2 separate regions of the Columba livia genome follow, and region 2 is linked to region 1. Evidence: chromatin contacts called from public Hi-C data. All regions are on one chromosome and are shown on one strand. The core of a region is the stretch at or near the end of the contact, and the rest is flanking DNA. Distances in the headings are between cores, read along the strand shown. Region 1 holds the start of CD82 (CD82 molecule). Region 2 has its middle 65 kb from the start of ALX4.

Region 1 (6,247 bases), core at 2,749-5,248:
GCTACTCATAGTAACGCCTCATCTTTCTTCCAGAAAATTAGCTTGCTCTGCATCTGTCAGCACAGGCAAGCAATGATTTAAACAATCGCCAGCACACGGTTCCTTGTGCTTCACTTATCACCCTGTCTAGGTTCAAGCCAGCCATTAACTGCTTCGGTGTTTTCAAGCCCTGACAGCCCAGAATGCTTTCTGCAAACAGGCTGTGCCACAGTTGAACAACCGTCAAGGAAATGCTGGCACTGGCTGTGCCTCCTGTATTATTCCTTTTACCGTGCCAAGAGAGAGCCTGTAATTTTTAGCCTTTCTTCCATTTCATTCCTGCTTTAAGAATATAGATGAGCCAGAGAGAGACAGTTAGGTGACGACTGCAGCTCCTAAAGGGAAGGTGGCTCACACAGTCACCCCTTTGCACACGTATCATTAACCGTTTGCCCATGGAAAGCTGTGATCCCACGTTCCTCCAACAGAAGTGTCAGCTCAAGACCACAGTTTATTTCTTAGCCTATCAAAGCTGACAACTGCAGGGTGGGTGACAAGGCTACTGGGCCCAGCTCAGCCTTTGCTGTATATAAAGGCTTCAGATCCCAGGATGGCATGGTTCATGTTCAGAGGCAAATAAAGGCAGGGAAGGAGAAGAAGGGGAGGCAGATGTGGTGCTCCTGTTTTAGAGAGGTGAAGTTAAGGCACTCCAGGGTGAGGGTCAGAATTCCCAGCAGTAAGAAGATCATTTTGATGCACACAAGTTTTTCCAAAGAGGAAACTGAGGAAGAAGTGCAAGAACCAAGGCTGCAATCAACCCTTGTTGCACAGGCCTGTTGGAAGCATCGCTGCCTTCTCCAGCCTTCCAAGCCACTGAACTGCAGCCTGAGCCCTGCCAGACCCAGGCTGGCACCTTCCACTCACCCATGAGCAGAAACAGAAAGGAGAGCAGGAAGAAAGTGGCTGCCACACCACACACACCGTAAGTGGAACAATAATGACCACTTAGGATAGTGTGGGGCATGGTCCGTCTCCCAGCATCACCCTGGCTTTCCTGTAATGGACCCTGTGCTGTCAGTGCCCAAGGTCCTTGTGGAAGTACTTTTTGCCTCTGCTGCGTCCTTCCCACTGTGCTAGTGGGCACTGAAAAGCCATGGTTTGAGTTGGAAAGCATCTCGGGACCTGTGGTTCCTGGAGGTCTGCAAAATTCCTACCTACACCTCTGATTTAAATGTTTACTGGATGAACACCTGCAGTCCTAGATGTTCTCCTGCTGCCTTACAGCTGTTACACAGGGGCCCAGAGATATAGGAGAGGGATAAAACCTTTTCTCAGCTACAGTCAGATCAGAAATTTCAGAAGACACACACCCCCTCACTTAATGGAGCTTGAAGTGGAGAGTGGTCTGGGTAGCAGGGGCAGGAAACCTCCATGGAACTGCGGGAAGGTCTTGTTAGAGCATCTCCTGCACCAGCTTACAGTTGTAGGTCACACTACACCTGCCTGTCCCCTGAGAACTAAAATAGAGACAATAACAGTAATGAAGAGAGTCCAGATGAGCCGCATCACTAAAGCCGCTAAATCCTCTTAAGGGAGGAGCTTCCATGCAGCAGGACGGAGATTTCCACAGGGAGAGCTTTCTCCAGGTGCTGCGCTTCCGTCTTGCTCTGTTCCTTTCGCACACAGGTAAGAAGCTGGGCAAATGTTGCAAGACCACCCAGATACCCCTGCCCTGCAGCAAAGGGACAAGGATGTCGTCCTAGCAGTCCCCAGAACCATTGGCAAGGACAGAGAAGGCCAAGCCCAAAGAGGCTCCACTGAGTGAGGGGACTTTGGAAGCAAGATCCTTCTATGAAAGAGGTATTAAGTGAGAGGGCATTAGGAGTGAGGAGAGGCTACCCACTTCTCTGAGTCACTCCAAATCCACACAGTGGCTTGCAGAGCAGTTGGCAAAGGTCCTTTTCGCCCATGTGAAAAATGCCCATGTTTTGGGTTTTTTTTGTTGTTTAAAGAAGCACAACTGTAGGTGTGGGAGTCCTTGCTCTAGCCAAAGGACCAGAAAAAAGTATGAATGTTAAAAATCACCCCACTGTAGAAACCACAAACAGGTCCTGCCATGGGACAATGGCAGGACTGCCACTGACCATGCTGTGACACTGCAGAACCAGTCAGTCACCACACCACCAGTGCCCTCCTCCCCCAATAACACTTTCTGCCCACTGAGAGCTCTTGAAGTGTTTAAAAAGTTGTGAGTAATTTGTCATTTTTACAGCTTGTCATATGCTTATCTCAACATCAGCATATAGCAGCACACTACTGAGACTGCTCTTCTCACTAGACACCTCCCTCTAGATTTTCAGAGCAGTGTTTCTACACTTGGACCTTGTAGTACACCAAAAGGATCCTAGCCACACACTTCTGCTCGATGGCTCTCATGCAGCCAGTAAGCCTCACAGCAGCAGGCTCAAGCCTCAAGCTTTGAAGAGGATTTTTCTCAGGCCCAAGGTGCCTGAGAAAGTTAAAAAAAAGAAAGTCTTGTGTGGAGAGGAAGTATCACTGACAGCAAATCTGCACTCTCCAGCTGTATACCCTCACTTGCACAAAAGCACATGGGCATTTTCAGAAGCTACACGGAGAAGCCTCGCTAGTGCTGGGATAGGTAACATTCCTGTGAACCTCTACCACCAGCAGCAGCACCAACCTCTCCAAAAGCTGGTCTTCCTCCAAGCCACCACCTCTGCAAGCACTGCAGTAATATACTGTTCCTCCCTCACACAGCTAGTTAAGTTTCAAGCTCTCATCTCATGCACAAGATGGAAATGTAGATCTGGTCCAAGACACAGGAACACTTCATCCTGAACTAGCTTTATAGTTTACTGAAGCCAACATTTAGATTCCAGGATGTTGGGGTTTTTTTTTTCCCTCTCTGTTTTTTGTACCAAGTGCTCCATTTTATGTTAAAGCACACGCAGCAGAGTTTCTGTGCTCTAGGGCAGATATGGCATGCCCGGCTTGTAACAAGCCCTTATCCCTCTGTATCAACAGATTTGTTAACAGTTGCACTGCAGGACAATTCACAGCCAACATGTATCCAGCTGCTGAACTGCAAGCATTGCTCTGAACTCTTCTCTTAAAAAGAAGGGGAGAAAAAAAGGAAAACAGGAGGCTGCACCAGGACCAGATTTCTGATAGGGGTAAGACTGCTACAGAGGCATCTAATCTACATCTTAGAGATCAGTCAAGACAGAGTCTCGCTGAAGACAGCAGCATAGCCCAGTCTCACCCGAACGCAGCTGAGGCACATTCAGCCTGCCAAAATCGTTCTACAGCAATACACCAGGCCTGTAGGGCTCATTCCTGCATGACATCAGGTCCACTGCACCTTATGATGATTTTTTTTCTTAGGCCGTGCACCAGCAACTCAAAGAAGATCAAAATTCAGCCACCACTTTAAGCTTGGACGGGCACACACAGAGCCCGCGTGTGAGCTCTGAGCAAGGGGACTCTCCCGCCGAGGGGCTCCCCGCGGCGCCCGCACTAACCGCGGCGCGGGGGAAGGCGCGGGACCCCCGGTGCGCAGGAGAGCTGGCTGGCCGCCCGGCCGCCCGCGGCTGCCCCGGAAAGTGGCTGCGCTAAGCGCGCTAACCGAGCCGGGGACTCGCTCCCCGCCGGGCCCCAGGGAGGCGCTCCCGCTCCCGGCCGCCAGCGCCCCGCGGAAAGCCCCCGGGAAGTCCCCGCCGCTGAGATCCCCGCGGGACGGGCCTCCGGCTCCGCCAAGCTGAGACCCCCAGGCCGAAGGAGCGGGGCCGCCAGGTCTGGCACTGGGAGTCCCGGCCCTCATTCTCTCCTCCCGCCGCACAGAGCGGGCGGCCGCAGCGCGCCTACCTGCCCGGCACAGCTCGGCGGTGCGCTCCACTCCCTCCCTGCGCCGATGTGGCCCTGGCTCTGCCCCTGGCCCGGCGGGGCGGAGCCGGCGGCTGCGCTGAGCCGCCCCCGGGGCGGACTGCCACCCCCAGCCCGGCCCGGCACGGCCCCCGCGGGGAGGCTGCGGAGCGGCGGCGCCTCTGCCGGCGGCCGTGCGGGGCCCGGGGCTGCCTGCATCCTCCGGGTGCTTCCCCCGAGCTCCACACCGTACCGCTCAGCGGCTGCTGCCCCGCTTTGCGGCCGGCCTATCGCTCGGCCGCTGCATCCCGTTGATACTCACTCCTCAAACCAAGTACCGCGTTTTACACTCCACATGGAGCTGAGCTCCTGTCGGCCCCGCTCCCGTGTTAGCCCTTGGCAGCCACCACTCCAGCTGTGGTCAGTTAATCTTGCTCCACTCGCACAGGTAGCCCAGTTACTGCTCTGGGGTCGTTTGCCCTGTATTTGGTGTGTCACCCACCTCACCTAAGGTTCTCCCTTTGCGGCTTATCAAGTACGTACATACGCACCTTCATATTTAAAGCCACTCACAGCTTGCCTGCTCATGGGAGATGCACACTGTGGCTCTCTGCCAAGTGAAAACAAGCCTGATGACCCACTCAGACATATTTCCAGTGGGCAGTTTTGCTGACCTAGCAAACCCCGTAAACATCAGCATGGCTGCTGCATTGTTCCCTGTCCAAATCCCGCTAAGCTCAGTGATCACAGCAATGTGATGATGGTGAGGTGCTAGCGTCATGTGGCTACTGTTTGCTGACCGACCGGTGTCATTGCATTGTTTCCCTGGGCTTCCCCGTTCTGTGTAGCGTATCCGCTTTGCACAGCAGCCAGCAAGCTCACAGCACTTTGTTCTTGGCGTGTGGCATAACTAGCCCAATAGGATCCTGCCTTTTCTCTTCTGGCAGAACAGAAGTAAAAATAATTGAGATAAGGCAATCCAATAGTAACAAAACTGTGAACTTCTTTAGATACTTATTGCAAATATACCAAAACCAAATCAGGCAAGCCTTGAAAACGAGGGAAGACCAGGAGGTCCCTCACCTTTCTGAGAAGCAGCATTCCTCATTTTCCTGGTTTCCGCTGTCCTGGCAGGAGGAGGAACAGCAAACTCATGCAGCTCAAGGCCCCCGTCCTCATTCCTGGAGACAGAAAAAAACAGCTTGGCCTTTGTACTGAGACAGGTGTACCATGGCCACCTTACTTTATCCTCTGATATCCAAGATGCCTCTCAATCATCTTTCCTGTGCCTGCAAGGTGATTCCTCACCATGCTGCCAGACTTGGAAGAAAAGATTTTTAAAGCTCCTTTTCTGTGCTGTGCTTTATTTGTTGCATGCACTTGGTTTCAATTCTTGCAGTTAGTGCCCCATCCAGTTCAAACCTTTCCATGCAGCTCTCATTCTCTTCCTCTGGTATCAGGATTAAACATGTCCTTCTGCATTTTTGCAGCAGCGGTGCACAGTAGCCTTCCCGCTAGCCTGTATATTATCCTGCAGACATCTTACACTGTTAGCAGGATAAGCATGTGGTCGTGCAATGGGCAAACACAGATCACATCCTCTTTCATGCGCCTTGGATAGGGTGAGCCAGGAGGGGCCACGGGAGGTGACTGCACCTGGAGAGCAGGTGCCACTCACTGAGTGCCACAGACATTGCAGGGAGCAGCCCGGTCTGTGTGCTCTTCTCTGAGACGCTGCAGGTAACTGCAGGCTCACCAGCTGCGGTTGGCATGCAGCCTCAGCCAGGGAGAAGGGGTCGAAATGAAGGTGCAGAAGCAGAACGGGGTTGATAAGGTGGAAGTGAGATGACTCACCCTGCACAGGGGCTTTTAAAGGTGTGGTCTTGTTACCTCTTTCTGCAACTATCCACAGCAATACCAGGCTATCCATGGCCTGCAAAGTGTCTAATAAACCTAACTTTGCTCAGGCTCCTCACTCTTACCAAAAGAGCCGAAACGTCAGTATCTAAGATGAGGACAAATTTCGCATCAGAATTATTTGGACAAGTGTCTGAAAATACATTTGCAACCAGTCTTGGGGACTATGTGTGCTATGGCAGCACACCATTATCTCTTTTCAAGCAGAATTAGCCTTCATAAAAACACTCCTATTCTCAAAGAGAATGTCAAATAGGCTTTGTAACAAGCTTTGTCTTTAATTTAAACATCTGGTCAGGCTTATGTCCATACTCTCTAAGCCAAAATGCTTACCTATAAAGACAAAAGGCTCTGTGGGGCAGATGAAATAGTGTCTACCTGTTCTTATATTCCGTCTACCTCACCTGTGCACTGACAGAGAATCCAAGTACTGAACACGTATCTTGTCTCTGATTCTTACTGAAAGTGT
Region 2 (6,247 bases), core at 1,544-4,043, 97 kb after region 1:
CTCTATCTAACCTGTACTGTAGCACAGGCTTGGAAATGCAGAAGAATGGCTCTTCTTCCCTACATTCTTCAGTCCAGGGGACTCTGACATGGCAAGTTTCCATTTTGTCTTCAGTCTTGACTGTGTTTATGCTTGGTTTGGTTTAAAGTGATATGGGGATAGAAAGCAGCCCTGAGTACCAAAGTCCAATTGCCGCAAAGCAGGAACAGTGCAGCCATTCCCTTTGGTATCTACAACTTCTTGCTAACCTTCTCTGTAGAAAAGAGAGTGACAGTGTATTTACTCACTGGCAAAACCTATGCTCATTACAGATGTGGTGGGCTCTTTTCACGGGAATGAGAGTATTAGCACTACTAAATATTAATACATAGGCCAGATTTCATCTTGGCTGATGCATATTGCTGCTGCAGAAATTTCTTCAGCAGTGCAGGCAAAGCACAGGCTATTATTTACTGCTGTGTGCTGTTAGAAAAAAATATTGCACTCTGCAATTGGCTGATATACACTGATCTCCGAAATACCCAAAGCATTTCCCTTGCCCTCTGTTTCTAAGAGCTCTGTGATCTCTGGATGAAAGCTCCTAGATATATGTCAGTTAATTATTCTTATCAAACCAAATTCTTCAGTCATCCAAAAGCTCTCACTCAACAGTTGTGGCACCTCTCTGTGGAACATCAAATATTTTCCATTTTCCAGTACAGCTACATGGGCAGTATCTTACTGTGGTTTTTCTCTGATATTTTCAATGCTTAATGTTAGATGTGTCTGTAACGAAGGGAAGGAGTATCAGAGATTTCTGTGAGATTATTCCATATTGATCAGGCATAACAGACATTTTATTGCAGAAATTCTGATATTAATATTGAGCAAAGTGTATGAAAAAATGTCAGATGCTTCTGATAAGATATCAACACTTCATAGTCAAGTAGTTTGTTTTTACCTTTCAGTTTATGTGTCCATTTCAACCATAGCTGTTGAACTTTCTTCAAGAAGAGTTGATACTGGGGGTTAAAGTTCACGACTAACAATCCAGGCATTTCTCTGACCAGGCTGCAAAAGCCATAAATAGAGTCAAAACATGAGAAAAACCTTTTCAGCTTATAGCTTACCTGCTCCAGGGTTTTCCTAGGGTTGGATTGAGGGGATAAAAGAGAGTGGGAGAGACCCAGGCCTGGGGCTTGGAGCTGGAAAAAGAAACAACAGTGAAAAGGTCAACGTTCAGATGATGGTATCACATCCTCCTTTCATCCCTGCAGTTCACACGAAGGCCGGGATCCTTGCTTTGCTTTACTTTGGGGAAAACTCTTGCTTTATTTGTTCATGTTGAACTGCTATCGGAGCTCAATGCCTTAGTGTTGTGTTTTAATAACATCAGTTTCCCTGGACCAGATACATATGAAGTCAGTTAGACGATTCTATAAACAATGGATCCAAGTCACGCAACGCAACATTTCTGATTGCAAGATAACCTTTCTGAGGGCGAAGCTAGCGAGGTGAGGGGTTGGATTCCTCAGCCAGGCACGTAGGGAAACCTTCAGCATTCAGAGTTGCTCCAGTGGGACGAGGCTCGTCTCCTCTTGTTTTGGGGGAACGACTCCTTGGTTTGTTTTTCTACTCCCCAGTCAGCACACTGGGTGACTTTTCTGAATTCTGGCTGCCCGGAGCATACTTTGTTGACAGTTCATTTAAGGAGATCTGAGCAGAATATTTTCCTTTTAAATCAGTTGAGAAGAGGAGTTATGCTGAAGTTTTAGTGAGTGCTATAGTTCTTCATTTTTATTTTGGAGTTTAAAAAAAGTGACACATGTGGGAAGATGTTTCCAAACCAAGAAATAGGAAGGTTCATTTAGCATAGTATGAGAAAGGTCAGAAAGGAAGGGAGAAGGATGGAATCAGCCAGATGGAGATTTTGGAAAAAGCTTCTCTCAATTTCTTGCATTTATAGTTGTTTGTTGATGAAGATATTAGTCTCTAATATGTATTTTAAGGCAAAATATTCCAGGATCCAATATTAATTTTTATGAAATTTGAACTTTTTTTTCTCCCCTATCTAGTACCGAACACAAGCAAAAACATCATCAGTTTGCAGCTTTACCTTCACACAGTTGATGAATATGATTACAGCCACACATGAAGGGGTCTAGCATACCCATCTATAAACAGCAGCAATTTGACACCTACAAGTACTCTAATTGTATGTCCCAGCATTAAGACCATTCCTACACTTTGCTTAGGAAAATTATGCTCTAGAGACTTTGTGTGTTTGTTACTGTACAGCCACACATGAGCTGAGTGACATGCCGTCTTTTCACAGCTCTAGCAAAGTTTATGTGCAAAGCTACATAGATCATATGATGCTGATGTGGTTTTGCTCCTGATTCAAGTCCTGGTATGATTATGTTAACTTCAGTTGCATTTGTTGATTGTAAATCACAGTGAAAACAAGCCTTCACTGTGGTAAAGTTAGTGGTTTCCAAAGTGAACACGGACTTTCTTCTTTAGCTACCAGGAGCAGTCTTGCCATCATGGCACAGGGCTTCATGCTTCCTGTGGGCTGATTTGCTCTCTCTGAGTCAGTACAGAGGAGACTGGATAGAGGAATTTGCTCTAGCCCGTATCTGTGAATACTTAGATCTTTAGCTCAATCCTAAGGCAGAGTTGTAGATACTCAAGTCAGATTACACTTGCCATCCATTTTTTTTAATTAGGTATAACCCATAAAAAATGTAAATAGATTCACCACAACCCCCATCTCCATAAGTCTCATAATTTGTCACAAAGAGTATCCAAGTTTCATTCAGGGAGAGCAGCTAGAGGAGTGGGTCATCAAATTGAGGCCAGACAGAAAATTCAAGTTCCTAGTCTCTCCCGCCACCCTCTAAAACAGACCCTCACTCACTTACACAACAAGACAGCCATGGAATAGACCCGTGCAATGGCTTCCCCATTAAAGAAGTAGTCTGGAGAAGGATTACAACCATGGGGGTTTCCAGACCCTGTCTAGCCATGAGCTTCATGTTTGGCTAATAGCCCTGGCCCTAAAACAACCAGCTGATTCTGCCAGACATGGTGACAATTGCAAAATTCCTTTGCGGACAACACATAAAGGCTACGTTGGTCGCAAGTGGCACACAGTTGCAAGTGGTTGCCTGCTGCATTTTATGTTGTAGAGAAGCGAGTTCATATTGCTCAATAATTGGGACCTCATAGAGCTGCCCTGGCTGCATTAGATAATCCAGATGTTCCATGCATAGAAGGTCAAAACTTAACGCAGTTCTAGCTGTGAAAACTGGGCTGCTGTATTTTTGATCAATGAATATGCTACTAAAGTTAATTACCAGCCAGTCCCTCTGTGCATATAGCTGTCTGTCTTATTTTCTACACAGAAAGAGGGCTAACATCACACATATGTTTGCAAAAGATTTGTTTAATTAAGCAAAAATTAATTGACATAATGAGAGTTCACTTAAAGTTTCCAGTGGCTAACACATTTACATATAAAGCTGCATTTTGGAAAAGGCGCTGGCTGAGTATCCCAGGGATCTGGTTTCAATTCTCAGCTTTGCCGTGGGCTTCCTGCTTAATCCGAGGCAAAATCAGGCAAGACTAGGTCTGTAGGGTACCGAGGCATTTGATTCCTAAATGTTTATTGATGCCTTTCTGCCTCACTTTGCCCATCTGTAAAAGGGAGATAACCGAGTCTCTTCATACACTATAGCTGACACAATTGCTTCAGGCATACACTATTTCTGACTGTGCTTCTGTACAGCAGTGAGAGAAACTGGGTCTTGATCTCATTTGATTTTTCTGGGTACGACTGTGCTAGGAATAAAAATACCAGTGCAGAGACAGGATGAGCACACTGATATTTAGGTTAACATACACTCTATTTATTTGTTTATTACTTAATTTTGTGTGTAGATTATTTTTTTCTCTACATACTTGCTGTATATTCCCCCTAGCTATGATAGTGCGTTCCAACTGCAATGTTTAACAACAGGAAGATCCCTAACCTTTTGTCCTGACCTGATATTAACTGAATGGATTACTTTATTTTAATAAAAGGAAGAGTGATTTTTCCCACTTTCCTCTCTGTTTGAGCCTCGTATAGGTATCACTGTTTCTGTTGAACTCTTCCTCTTCTGTCTCTCCCTTTTTCTCCTCCCTGTTTTTTGCTGAGCCAAATAGTCTTTCCCACGTGACATTATGCTCCATTAGTTTACGGTTTTATTGTTTAAAACCAGTATCCAGCATTCCCAGTAAGCATTAATTATTGCCTCAATTATGACACGCAATGTTTTTTTGGGTGAAATTAAAGCCACCAGCGTCAAGAATTCATGACCAGCCCTCTCAGCAAGGAACAGTAATCTATGGGGTAGACATTTTGGAAAGATACTTCACTCCATAAGTCATTGTATTGATTAAAAGCAAAAGAGAGTTAGCTGTGTTAAAGACAAAACATTTTGTAGCCTTTCCAAGTTAATTATTAAAGCACAGAGACATTTTACCACCCAAGAACTGCACTCACTTTCTGCTTGAATTCTGGCAATGGCTTTTCAGTCCCTTTGCATTGACTGTCTCCTGGGCTGGGGCAGCCAAGGTGAGCTACCAAAGCTGAGCACAAAATGCCTTGCCCAGATGCAGCCCAGGAAGACCTTCGTTGTCACCTGTTGCTTCCCACTTCTTTGCAAAGGCATTCGGGGTGATCCACCATTCTCCAGTACTCAACACACCCATTCAGATGTGGGCTTTCCCAGGTTGCTTCCCCATGTCCCTCTGTATCCTATTTTATACTAACGTGCTGCAGCCACTGACCAGGCTGACACGCTCATGCTTGTTTTGTCCCTGACCTCCTCAAGCCTCTAGGCAGAAGGAAAAAAGAAGGTGTAACAGCAGGCTCAAGTTTTCTTCCTATGTCTTCTATCCCCAAAGGGTTTTAAAGAAGTGGCCAGGCTGTTCACTAGCAGGGACCTGGCCTACTGTTCAGTCCTGATGGATTTCAAGCTCTTCTTGCCAGGCTGCCTTGGTAGTAGTTCAAACACATGTCATCACATGCAATATGGACACAATACCCTCATTCCTACGGGCTCCAGGACCCAGCAGAAGAAAGCGCAGGCAGAAGATCAAACATGGAAGGAACAGAAGACAGAGGAGCTGCTGTTGCTGTCTGTGTCTGGTACAGAAAAATGAACACAAGGGAAGAGACAGGGCAGAGGGATAATTACTTTCATCCCAATTTTATTCCCACAATTCCCAACCACTTTTGAAGCCAATTTTCCTTTAATAAAATATACTATTAATGACTCAAGTAGAAGCCTTTTGTGCAAGACAATACCCAACTCTCCAGATGGAATTATTTTGTGTTCTTCACAATATACATGTATGTATATTTATATATATAAATTGAGCTGTGAGCATGGCCTCTATTACCTTATATTGCAAATCGAGTAAGTTATTTCAAAAGAGACTTAACATACTTTATTTCTTTGAAACTAATTCTTTCATAGCTCTCCCCCTCTTTCAGCTCTCCATACCCCCTAAAGAGAAACACAAGCCAAACAGCAACAAGAACTATTTCCCATCAATTCTGGAAGCCATTCATTTGCTATTTCTGTTCATCAGAGCTTCAGAGTGAAGGAATTTAAAGAGCTACTGATGCATTTTGCTACTTGGCGTATGTATCCAATATTGTCTTTCAAGCCTTTTAGACACATCCTTTTTCTCTTTCTTCTTTAACAGCCTGTCAGAGAAATAGGCCTAATTAGTTTATTGTGGGTTTGTGTGTGAAGAAGTTATTGAGGGAGTGCCAAGTTAAAAAGTCAAACACAAACTGATTAATTTTCACAATGCACCCCTCTGAGGTGGGGAAGTTCTGACAAATCCACTGGGTGTTCACAGTTATCCTGTGCTCTTCGCACAGAGGCTGGGAGCCATATGGAGAGCAGAGCACTGGCACTGCTCTCCCGGTTCCCACAGCTCACGTTCCGGGCTCTGGGGCTGACACTGTGCCTCAGCACCCTGCAGAGCTCTGTCCACCAGAACTCTCGCCCCAGCCGTTTCCTCTTCTCCACCTACCAAATGGAGACACCTGGTGGTAACCCCTCCTTGGAGCCAGGCACAGCAGAATATACACAGCTTAGGAATGTGACACGATCATTTATCGACTTGCAGAGAGGATCGCTGGATTTAATAAGCCATTAGGGTAAGCATCAGCTTGCCCACGACCCTGAGAGAGCACACAGAGTCT

What was found. A called contact is a pair of places that touch in the nucleus more often than the background predicts.
Region 2: a contact with region 1 is called in a Hi-C map of liver, with 1.7 times the contacts expected there. The contact joins the enhancer-like site here to the promoter of CD82 in region 1. A contact is called at or near these places in 2 of 2 Hi-C or Micro-C datasets (crop and liver).

What each region holds. Positions count from the first base shown.
Region 1 is chr5:44,531,354-44,537,600 of bColLiv1.pat.W.v2, forward strand. It overlaps CD82 (CD82 molecule), which reads right to left and starts at 3,999. Exons shown (of 9, transcript XM_065064761.1): 1 at 3,865-3,999.
Region 2 is chr5:44,629,263-44,635,509 of bColLiv1.pat.W.v2, forward strand. No RefSeq gene overlaps it. Among named protein-coding and RNA genes, the nearest start is that of ALX4, 65 kb to the right of the region's middle. Within about 2 kb of position 2,794, at least 1 of the 3 cell types and tissues checked has an H3K27ac peak away from gene starts, as active enhancers do.